Regions from separate parts of the Mus musculus genome. Here region 1 is linked to region 2. A link is a contact called in public Micro-C data. All regions are on one chromosome and are shown on one strand. The core of a region is the stretch at or near the end of the contact, and the rest is flanking DNA. Distances in the headings are between cores, read along the strand shown. Region 1 has its middle 98 kb from the start of Flrt2. Region 2 holds the start of Flrt2 (fibronectin leucine rich transmembrane protein 2).

The links. Hi-C and Micro-C count contacts between places; a contact is called where the count stands out from the background.
Region 1: a contact with region 2 is called in a Micro-C map of muscle stem cells, with 4 times the contacts expected there. The contact joins the enhancer-like site here to the promoter of Flrt2 in region 2. A contact is called at or near these places in 1 of 484 Hi-C or Micro-C datasets (muscle stem cells), 1 of 115 datasets of contacts at active chromatin or transcription factors (bone marrow-derived macrophages) and 2 of 9 other capture datasets (adipose tissue and liver).

Annotation. Positions count from the first base shown.
Region 1 is chr12:95,787,665-95,793,102 of GRCm38.p6, forward strand. No RefSeq gene overlaps it. Among named protein-coding and RNA genes, the nearest start is that of Flrt2, 98 kb to the left of the region's middle. Within about 2 kb of position 2,652, at least 14 of the 459 cell types and tissues checked have an H3K27ac peak or open chromatin away from gene starts, as enhancers often do. A contact at or near this core is called in muscle stem cells, where this site is marked.
Region 2 is chr12:95,687,552-95,693,620 of GRCm38.p6, forward strand. Flrt2 (fibronectin leucine rich transmembrane protein 2) reads left to right here and starts at 4,675. Exons shown (of 2, transcript NM_201518.4): 1 at 4,675-5,064.

The sequences.
Region 1 (5,438 bases), core at 1,402-3,901, 98 kb after region 2:
ATACATAGGTATGTTTAAATTACCATTCACGGGTGCTGTTCACTCCAGAATTTGAACTTTTCAAATTTGTTTTTTCCTCTCTTGTCCTCTGTCTTCAGATTCCTTCAGGTTTTCCTCCACACTGCAGGGAAACAGTCCACAGACAATGCCTAAGTAGGACATAGTCTTGCTTTGAAATTCTATTTCCACCACTTTGTTTGATGAAGGTCAAAGGTAGAACTTGTTGAAGTCAGAGCTCTCTTTTCAACATGTGAGTCTGGGGATTGAACTCAGGGCATCAGGTTTGGCAGCAAAGGCTTTTACACACAGATCCATCTTTCTAGTCATTGCCATGTTATTTTTTTTTTATGGAATTGTTTTACTCTTATGTTCTAGACATGCTGGGAATTTTCAACATGTTCTATCAATTCTTCCAGCCTGTCCATTGCTGAGTAAAATTCCAGACCCCTGATATGTTCCATCTGCTTTGTCAGTTTTAAATCTGAAATGCCTCCTATGAATGGAAGCTTGAACCATGTGAGGTAGCCCTACTCAAAGAGCTGAAAATGAATGTCCTTTATGTAATGAAGGAAAACAGTTCACTTCCCTCAAAAAAATACTTGATTACCCCTTAATATGTATTTTACAGAAATTTTTTGTGGTCATATATCAGATTTGAATCACGACATGACAGTAGGGTGAAATGAGTGAACAGGTGACATGAATTTAAAAACTTCATTTTATTCATATTTCAGAGCCAGTTTTGAACATAGAGGCATATAAAGGGATTGTTATCTTTTAATTATCTTGCAATAAAATGACATGATTATGAAAAGCCCACAAAGCACCAGTCCCTATGAAGTCAAACATTCTGACAGTTTGGGTGGTAAAATCAATTTTCTCCATTTGAGAAGAAGAAGTATATTTCCTTTTATTTCAAGCAGTAAACTCAGACAAGACCATCACTATTCACTGTTTTAGCCCAGAAGAAAGTGCAAAATATCACTTATAGGTTCAGACTGTATCATCTTACTTTCAGATATGGAGGTTCTATAATCCTTCCTAGAAACAACTTCTACTTACAGAAAGATACATTAGTGGTAATTAAAAACTCAGACTCAGAATCAGTCTGATTAGTTTCAGAAATGTGACCATGCTATTAACTAGCCAAGTACCCTAAGTAATTGGTTGCATTTGAAACTATCCGTTTCCTCTTCTATAAATAAGAATAATACTCTGCAATGTCAACCTCTAGAAGAATGTGGCCCAGTATTTGGTCCTGAAAATCACCAAATGAATTACATTAAGCTTTATGTTGTATGGTTTTTGTTGATTTCTTCAATACATCCATTATTTTTGATGGAAATTAAACTTTAGAGTAATTGACAATTCTATGTAGATGGTATCTATGTAAAGGTAGATGGTATCTATGTAACTGTGCACAACTGTCAGCATCACAGATAGGTTTTCATTGTCCTAATATTTTTATTATTTTGAAAGAGAATGAAGAAGTGATTTGTTTCATGATAGCACACAGAATAGCAGGTTCTTTGCTTCTTGGTAAGGCAAGAACCAGTGAACAGCTGTTAAGTGAAGGAAGAACACACTGCTTTGTACCTGTAGCTTATTCTCTCTTGTGTGCAGAATGCCAATAAGTGTGTTTATTATTGAAAGTCAGCTCAAGATCTGTAAGCATCATACATCACTAAAATGGAGTATTCAGAAGATACTACAATACAAAAGGCATGATTTAAAAGGCAATACATTTGCCTTAAATCTCTATGTAATTTTTTTTTATTTACCATGTCAGGGTCAGATCTATTGCCTTCATTAAGCTGTACTCTGAATTCCACATAAGTCTAGTTTACATGACTTCATGTGACTTTATGCTATTATTCCAGCATCATAATATATAAATCTATTCTTGGGTTACAATGACTAGGCAGACACATCCAAAGGAAACAGAGAAATGTGAGCTGCCACTTGAGAGGCAGGAATCAAATATTTTTCCTCTATAAACAATAAGCCATCTCTTCAGCCCTTGTGATGTTATTTTTATATCTTCTTACTATCGTATTCTTTGTCAGTGTAAGCAAATAGACTCAATTCATCTTTCTCACCATATTTTTCATCAGCATCATTTTCCCTGATATTTTCTCTTTTCTTAAAAAAAAAAAAAGGAGAAAGCCAGACACTTCATTTGTTCATGGAACATGGTTTTCATTCCCATCCTTAATTTCCTTGTACAATTGGTTTGAAGGAAATTATTTGCCAAGTATCCAAGGAAACCATCATTATGTGATTCGATAGACCCGATCTCTATTCACCTTGGACAAGTATTGACTAGCTGGCCCTCAGTTCTTTGTGTTATATTACCTTCTTTACTGACTCTCACTAGCAAGAAAATGGTCAATTGCACTAGTCTTTTTGAGTACGGAGAAGCCGGAGTCAAAAAGATAAAAAATGAAGTGGCGTCCAATTCCATAGGAACCAAAGCACCAATCTATAGAATCTTAGACTATTTCATGAAAAGCTAACCTATTCAAACATCACAGTTCTCTTTAATTCTGAGGAGAAAGCTATCTACAACGAGGTTCAGATCTCTGCCACTCCCTGTACTAATGTGAATCAGGAGCACATTTATACTCTGGACTTCTCATCTAGGTCAGTGGAATTCAGTTACTCATCTCCACAATTTAACAGCTCACCACAGGGTCTGACACATACCCAGTGCAGAGTAATACTTTGAAAAATGTGTGGTAGTAGTGTCCAGAATTTTATTCTCTATACACCAGTTATCTGTTGAACCATGGGTATGGCCACTTATTTTAGTCATTGTCAAAAGCAGAAGAGCTTGTTGCAGTCTCAGATGTCCTGTTGGGTTTAAGTTCTGCTTCACTCTTGTTATTTCCTGCGAAGTTTAGCTTCTGTTTGTTTATTTTGTGTGTTGTCTTGGGAAAACAGACAAAAAAAAAAGGAAACAAACAAAACAACTGAAGAAGATGCATAGAGGAAATATACATAGAATCATCAAGCAGCCAGTTCTACTGATTTTATTTTAAAGCCTGGCATGTTGAACATTATCCTGAAGCAATTGAGAAGCAATTAAGAGTATTTACTGCTCCGAGAGAGAACCCACATCAGGAGGTTCACAAACATCTGAAAACGTAGTTCCATTTCATCTGTTTCCCTCTTCCAGCCAGCACAAGTACCTGCACACATGTGGTAAATGTAAACTAATAGAGGCCTACACATATATAAAATTTTCAAAAAAAATAATAACTTTGAACAAGTTAGGCAAGTCACATACATACTCATGAACAACAGGAGTGATTTGAATCTCAAATTATTGTGACTTTGACTTCCTGTATGACTTCAATACTCCCTCATACATGGGATAAGATATTCATGCCTCTGAGGGTTTACTAGAGGAAATGGTGGTGAGAAGAAGTGAGCGACAAGCATTACAGCTAAAACCTGAAAAATGTATGTAGAGGAAAACAACAGGAAACACTTTCATTACTTCAGATAAGAATTAAATAACTAAGGAGAAATATTTATAAAACACATAGAGGAAAAACTTCATTTGAGTTTTCTAAAATGCTGAATTTGTCTTCTATTTCTGCAAGTCTATGATGTTAGAAGCTAGCAATTCTTTCATACTTAGAGAAATAAAATTATGAGAATAATACAAAGGATAATATTACATCATATGCAGCATGTAATTTAGAGTAAATAAAACATCTTTCAACACCACCTCCCACATTCCATCCCCTAAATCTGGAAACAATACTTTTTTTTTTTTAAATCAGAGAATGCATTCTCAGAATAATTAGGTTATTCTTCTCCAACATCTTCAGTAACATTGATAAAACTACTTTGGAACAGATAACAATGAGATGCTAATTACAAAATTTTAGACTTAAAATAGTTGTCTTTAAACAGCCTTCTTATGATCATATCACACACCTGGAGAAATAATAAAACATTTTTTATTAAGGATGTTTATATAGTGTAGACTTTCCAATAATTTATAATTGTCTAAAAACTGAGATTTTAAATGGACTGCTTTTAAATATCCAATTGGAAAGGGATCATTAGAACTGAAATTGAAGCATTACCTATTCTTCAACAAGCAGTCATTTATATTTCTAATTTACTAGCTCTTGTTATGAAATTTTAAAACTTTAATTCTTTAAGAAAATTTGATAAAAGATAGCCAGATTATTAAAATAATATTTTAAGCATGCATAAATATTGTGCTTTCTCTATGTAGAGCTAATAAATGAATTAACAAAGAGAATTTAATAAAAGTATTTAGTGATATTTTTATTACAAATATTAAAATTCTAATAAGCAGTGTAGGAACATGAATATTACAATGTAATGGCAGGAAACCAAAGGTGGCATCACCAGGGTGAAAAGTTACCACATCCTATTAATCTCAATTAATTCTCCACAGGGATAGAAAATTAAATTTTAAGAGACGTGTCTTTGTAATAATTTATTTTATTAAATATAGTTGCTATCAGTGAACTCATTACTATAAAGTCTGATTCCAAGTGCAAATGCCCCTCCTCAAATATACAACAAATTATTATAAGAAATAAGTCTTTTAACCAATAAAGTTTTTTATAAAACTTTGGTCACATACTGACAGTCAAAGATAAAGAACAAAATGTGGCCAAATAAATTGTGACACTGTATACATTTAAGAATAAGACTAGTGCATGCTTTGGATGACTAAACATTCATCCTAAAACATTTGTGATTTGGGTAAACATATAAATCAGTACAATTTAGAAGCAATGGGAAATTATATTTACACCAAGAACTTAGTAAAAGCACTAACAAGGAGTTTAAAGTAATAAAGCTTCCAAATACCGGAAAGCTGACTGCTATTATGAACATCTCACAGTCTTACACCCTCCCATATGAGCCGTAGTGATATAGTCCCAAAAATGAGTCCATCATTCATTTCTACTATACCTTTATGACTATAAAAAATATTGGACTCGAAATAAAATTTAAAAGATGGTCACTTACTGCATCTATACACGAATTCCTGTAGAAAAGTCTGCAGAGTTTCCTTAGTTTACTCTCATAGCATCACAGATGAGCTACGTATTTGTAACCACATAACATCAGTAAAAGGTAGCTCAAATTTCTGTTCTTTTTTGCTCTAGAATCCTCCATTTGGCTTAATGACCTATCATAATCTACATACTTGTGATTTTAATCGTAACGATCATCAACTGGATGTGTAGACTTAACCTGGGTTCTTTTCCAGTCTTTAATAGAGGACTCCTAGCTAAGTAATTTCACCTCAGAATGTGAGACTATCAGGGAATGAGTGGAATACATTCTGAGATGTGCAGGGCCACACCAGCCCATCCATAGCCAGCTTGTATAAGAAATCAGGAAAACGTCAGCACTCAGATCTCACAGCCACAGACTAT
Region 2 (6,069 bases), core at 3,425-5,924:
GATTAAATAAGTCCCTGGGTAGATCTTGCGTTTCTTTTTATACTCTGTTTTTTAAAAGGTGTGTCTCCAAGTTATTCCCCCTACGGCAGTTGAAGAATATACATCAAGTTTTTGCTAGCCTTCCTTTGGAACAGAGCAACTGCAGACCAAAAGGCAGGTTTATGTAAGAGGAAATCTCCATGGTTTAATGTGCTTTTGTTTCCTGTCAGTGTGTACCTTCTGTTTTTGTTCACGCATAATCATCTTGTAACCTACACAGAAATGGGAAAAAAAATAACATGGCTAAGAAAATGGATGTTCTAGCAATTACTTATAGGCTGGCTTTCCAATCTTAGTTTAAAGGGCTTTTTCATGAGACCAGAGATTCCAGTAGCTGGGGCCGCAATACACAGAAGGCTGGATATAAAATAATGCCACAGAGGTCCCTGTAAAATCAGTATACTGTCAAGAGATCTTCACCATCACTTGAATGAGGCCCTCTCCCTAGAGAAATGTCTTTCAAAGCACTAAAGCACTTTGCACATACTAAAATTGTTTTATTTCTGTAATGAGCATGTAATTATGTGTCTCTGGGACTTCACTAGACTGAGAATTTGACAGGGTAGACACAAAATCTATTCATCAAAGGCCTGCTACAAGTTGAACATTTTCTACAGATGTTTGTGAGGGGATCTTTGCAGTGTAATGTTTTCAAATCAGAAGGGAATGTATCCCAGAGCTGCAGATGGCAGGACAACAGCCCCACTGACAAAATAATTTCATAGATTAGTAGTATTTTTTTACTTGTGAAAGAGAAGAAAAGCAATCTGTGCACTGCATGCTAGCCATGGATTTTCTTGCCATTGTCCCTACCTTAGAAGGAAGGGTGCATTTCTATGCCTGGCAAAGAAGGCTTATTTGTGAAATCAAACCATCTTTGAGCATCTGGTGAGGGGAAGCATGATGGACTATGTACAACTGAAATAGAAGCGTGAAACCAATATAATACTTTGAGATGCTAAGGTCTAGTTGAGAGACAAACTGCAGATAGTTAAACATCACTTTATGGAAAATTGAAATGAACAGCACTCTCTCGGGAAAATGTGACAGAGGGAGACGAGAAGCCATGGGTATAATGACTGCTATGTTTGCATAAATTAGTTGAGGTTTTGAACAAGTGAAGAATGTGATGTAGGAATAGAAGGGAAGCACAAAGAAGATCAAAGAAAGACTATTTTAATGCAGATTAGTTGAAGACTGATTCAAATTGAGTAGAGAAGGGAGAGTGTGGAACAATCTTTCAAAGACATACTGGAGGTGTTCATCATACCAGATGATGCTCTGCACACTGCTGAGGGAGAGGGGTAATAGGTAAGTCCTACCAGCTATAATTTCATGTCAGCCACCAAAAACGCCTGCATTGGCAAGATATCACTCATCAATGGTGCAATCGGACTTAAGGCCTGCTCAATAGGAAGGAATTAATGTCTGGTACTGTAAACCTGGAGATGCTGGAGAGATCATAAACCAGGAAGAAGAATTTAGTACTGCCATTTTCCAAAACGTATATGCTTCCCAAGCATATTATAAATACTTATCTTTACAGGTTACTGTAGCTCTTACCCTTCAACAAAGCAGCTTCTTTTGCAGCCGATGAAGACTGTTATAGAGGTCGGTAACTTGTCAAAATACAGAGAATAAGGGAAGGCAGGTGTCCAGTCACAACCGAAACACCTGCAGTGCAACATCTACACTCAAACAGCTCCAAGAGTATTATGGAAATTTAGTCAGAAAAGTTGGAAGATCAAGAATCTCGGGAGGCCTGATGTTAGATAGTAATCCTTAAGCATAACAGGACAAATGTACCCGTGAAAACTCATAATGTGATTGCTTGGACAAAATCTATGTAATGCCAGTGCCGGTTGACACGCCTGTGTGGACAACGAAAATTTCACATAGTCCCAAACTTACAAGTGGCTGATGAGAGGAGAATCAGGCTTTTCCAACCACCAGGTGTCTTATGGGATATTCAATCCCAGATAGGTAATGATAGGTAGACCTTAAGGCATAGATATAGAAGTTATGCTAAATGGACACATTGATCTCTCTCTGTCTCTCCATCTCTCTCTCTGTCTGTCTCTCTGTCTGTGTCTCTGTCTCTCTCTGTCTCTCTGTCTCTCTGTCTCTCTGTCTCTCTGTCTCTCTGTCTCTCTGTCTCTCTGTCTCTCTGTCTCTCTGTCTCTCTCTCTCCGTGTGTGTGTGTGTGTGTGTGTGTGTGTGTGTGTGTGTGTGTAACAATGATTAATGAGACCACTGATTTAGAGGGAGGAACATGAGGTTAATTTGAGGCATAGATGGTGCAAGTGATGTAGGTAACAATGCTCATGTTTGAAGCTCTCCAAAAAAAGAGAGAAAGAAAGAAAGAAAGAAAGAAAGAAAGAAAGAAAGAAAGAAAGAGAGAGGGGGGAGGGAGGGAGGGAGGGAGGGAGGGAGGGAGGGAGGGAGGGAGGGAAGGAGGGAGGGAGGGAGGGATAAAGGACCTAGGCCATTCCTTGAAGATGCTTTTTTTTTCTACTGTATGCTTTGTAGGAGTGTGGGTTTATTTCAGGGTCTTCGATTCTATTTCATTGATCAACCTGTCTGTATTTATACCAATACCATGAAGGTTTTGTCTTGTCTTTTCTTTCTTTTCTTTTCTTTTCTTTTCTTTTCTTTTCTTTTCTTTTCTTTTCTTTTTCTTTTTTTAATCACTATTGCTCTTCAGTACAGCTTGCAGTCAGGGAAAGTGATTCCTTCAAAAATAACTTTTTTATTGTTCAGAAATGTTCTGGCTATCTTGTTTTTGTTTTTTTGTTTTTCAAATACAAGACTTTTGTTCTGTCTGACCTCACTTCCATGCATTCCTTAAGTTGACTCTTCAGTCAGACTTACGACTTATCACATTGCTTCTCTACATACACTTCCAGTAGTATTTTCTTACATTTATAAAAATCATGATAATAATAATAACAACAACACCCATAGCTTTTTAGAAAGGAGGATATGCTCATTGCACTACTTTATTATACTTTTGAATCATCATTACTGGAAAATGAAATTATATTTATTAATAACCACCCCCTCTTCCTTTTCTGGATTAATTCTGTTTCCAGTAGCATGAATCACAATGTCAAGCCTGTTTAGGGTTTCATCTTGTTGGTTAACCAATATATGTTTGTAAGAATGAGCTTAATATACTGTCTTCTCAGAAGAAGGATATAGAGGATGATAGGTTCTGGGGACACATATGCATAACTGCACAGAAGAATGGATATTTAAAGAACGGTGGAAATGCATATGTCCTAAATTGTGAGCTTTGCTGATTCAAGAACCAAAGGAGCTATTGCTATGCTCTGCTGCCACCTTGGCAAATCAGAAGGATTTACAACGGAATTCTTCAAGCTGAAGTCTGAGGCAGCTCCAGAGGCCTCTCAGGACTGCTGGGCTCAGATGGGCATTTGCAGTTTCTGCCATTCACATCGGGTTGGGTATATTGGGTCCGGAGGAGGCACCGATTCGGTGGTAAAGCGCGGTTTGCTCTCCCTTTTAAAATAACCCCTTTCAGCAATGCCTATTCCACTGTCTAACAGCTTCCTACTGAAGAATAGAGCCTGAGAAAAACAGTTGTACGTTTGTGCTCAGATCACAGTGTCTGGGCTCATTTGACAGAGAAAGCTACAGCAGAAGAGAACAGTTTTCTCAGGCCTGAGTTTCTTTTCTGGGTCAACAAGACGGGTTCTCTGCTTATTCAATTAACTTTCTGGAAGTTCTGAATGTATAGGCAAAGCTGTTCACTAAACCCAAGCCGGAATTTGTTCATTATATAATTAACCTGTTCCAAGGGAGCTGAGGAGACATTGTTAGTCAAATCGCCCTTAAAACTAACCTGATATATATCAAGCCCTGCTCCCCTATTTTTAATTTTTGCATTTGTATTCTTTTTTCCCCCTCTCTATGTTTATTCCACTCATGCCTTTCTCTTTAGGCTCGTTTACCCAATCACATACCAACTTCGTTCTTGTCTCTTTTCCACCCGGTCTTCAGGTGTTTTACTCTTTCTTATTTAACTGATGTCATTTAGTTGACACCAGCTTCTGATGGGTAGGAGGGAGGCCACTCTCCTTGCGGTTTCATTTAAATTTGGCAGGAGTGGGTGGGTCCCCTTCTCCATTCCTCTCGCACTGCACTTGAAACTCTGTTAAGAGTTAGAGCTTGATCAGAGATTTCTAAGTCTTCAAAGCGCAGCTGGGCAAGGAAATTATATGAGAGGCGGGGGACACAGAAGTAAAGGAATAAAAGCCAACTTTGCTGGCAACTTCAATAAATCCGGTAACTGGAGGTTAAAAAAAAAATAGATTGTGAGGGCTGGGTCTGGTCCGGATGAAACGTTAGGTTCCTTCCCATCTCCGAGTCTCTCTCGGAAAGCGCGCCACTGGCACCTTGCCACCCAAGTGCCCCTAGACAGCCACACGCCCACTGGAACTGCACGTGAACAAAGCTTTTGCCCGGAAAGCCAGCGTCTGTGGTTTCTCAGCGCAATCTAGCTTCTATCCGGAGTGTAGGGTGAACACAGGGTTAAGCCAGTTCCCTCCTCGATGGGAGGGAAAGGAGTGGGAGGTGAGCAAAGCTTTCTGTCTTGCCGGGTACCTTGCAGTTAGTTGTACATTTGAAAGCAGTCGCCATCACTTGTGAGTTTGGCGTCATCCATTGTCACCACCAAGGAATGTGCGCTGGGAGATAACACCAAGGGCAGTGCTTCTCAAACACGCAGAGAGCTCTTTCTCTCTCTGCTTCCAGGTGCGCTCTTATCTGGTCCTCTGTCCCAAGTTTCCAGAACGTGGAGGCAGCAGCGCAGAACCGGTCACCGCGTCCACTGAACCTCAGGACCAGACTGGCAGTTCTCAACGATGGGCAGGAGGGACCTCGGCGGCGACCCCTAAAACAATACCATGCCCGGGGAGTCCCTCTACTGCCGCTCTAGCTTCTTCCCTTTCCACCTCCCGGACCCGGTTGGATTCGGATGAGCTAAGGAGACAAGGCTGCCAGGTAAAAGGATTGCTGTGCCAGGTGAAATTTCTAGTGACTGCCCTAGCTTTCTTTACATGGCCACCACATTATTTGGACCCCCACTCCCTTTTGAACAAGTGGTGGGTGGTCACTAGGTGGGTGTTCTATGTTTTGTCTTTTTATCCGCAAAGAAAATGGGATTCTTTTTCTATCTACCCCGACTACTTGGGGACCCGGTGTGTATGTGTGTGTGTGTGTGGGGGGGGGGGGGGCTGCGCCTTCTACATTCAAGTCGATTCCAAGTCCTCTAGGGAGTTTTGTAACCGAGTTGTGGGTAAAATCGCTCATTTGCTACCTGCCAAAAGCATCGATCCTAAATGGAGTTTTCCAAATCCCCTAAGCTTAGAACAGCCTTTCATTTCCTTAGAATGCTTCTCTTAAGTCCGGTAAGTAACAACCCTCCATACCCATCTGGGTTGAATGCAAGAAGTGTTATTATCAAGCCTCAGTATCTCAAGCCCCTACCTGCCCTATGCCCGAAATCCGGGATCAATTCCCCACTAAATTGGGGATGCTAGTTCGTTTTCTTTCCAATCGCTCGTGATTTTTACAAGCCAAGGACCTTTCCTGCCCTGCTGTTGCACCAGAACTGGTAGTTCCATAGCTGGTGTAATTGTGCTTTCCTTACTGGTCAGGGATGGAAAAGTCCCCAGGAGATCCCGATACTGGGGAGTCCACTTTCCCTGCGTCCAGTGCCTGGGCTGCGGAGATAGGTCCTTCTATGCCCTCAGGCGCTGAATGCAGATACCCAGAGTAGTAAGGGGGACGGACCTATCCAGCTGCCCTAGAGCCTCCACTAGACTCTGGCCTCCTGGAAAAAGCCCTCCTCTGAGCTGAACAGCCCAGGGCTCTTACTGGAGTTTTGAGAGCTAGTGTGGTCACTTTTTCTTGTAATCTCTTCCATGATTAAGAAGCCCAGCTAGCTAAGTCTGTCTTGGAAGGGCTGGTCCCACACTTGCTATTTGGATAAATCATGTGGCCTGC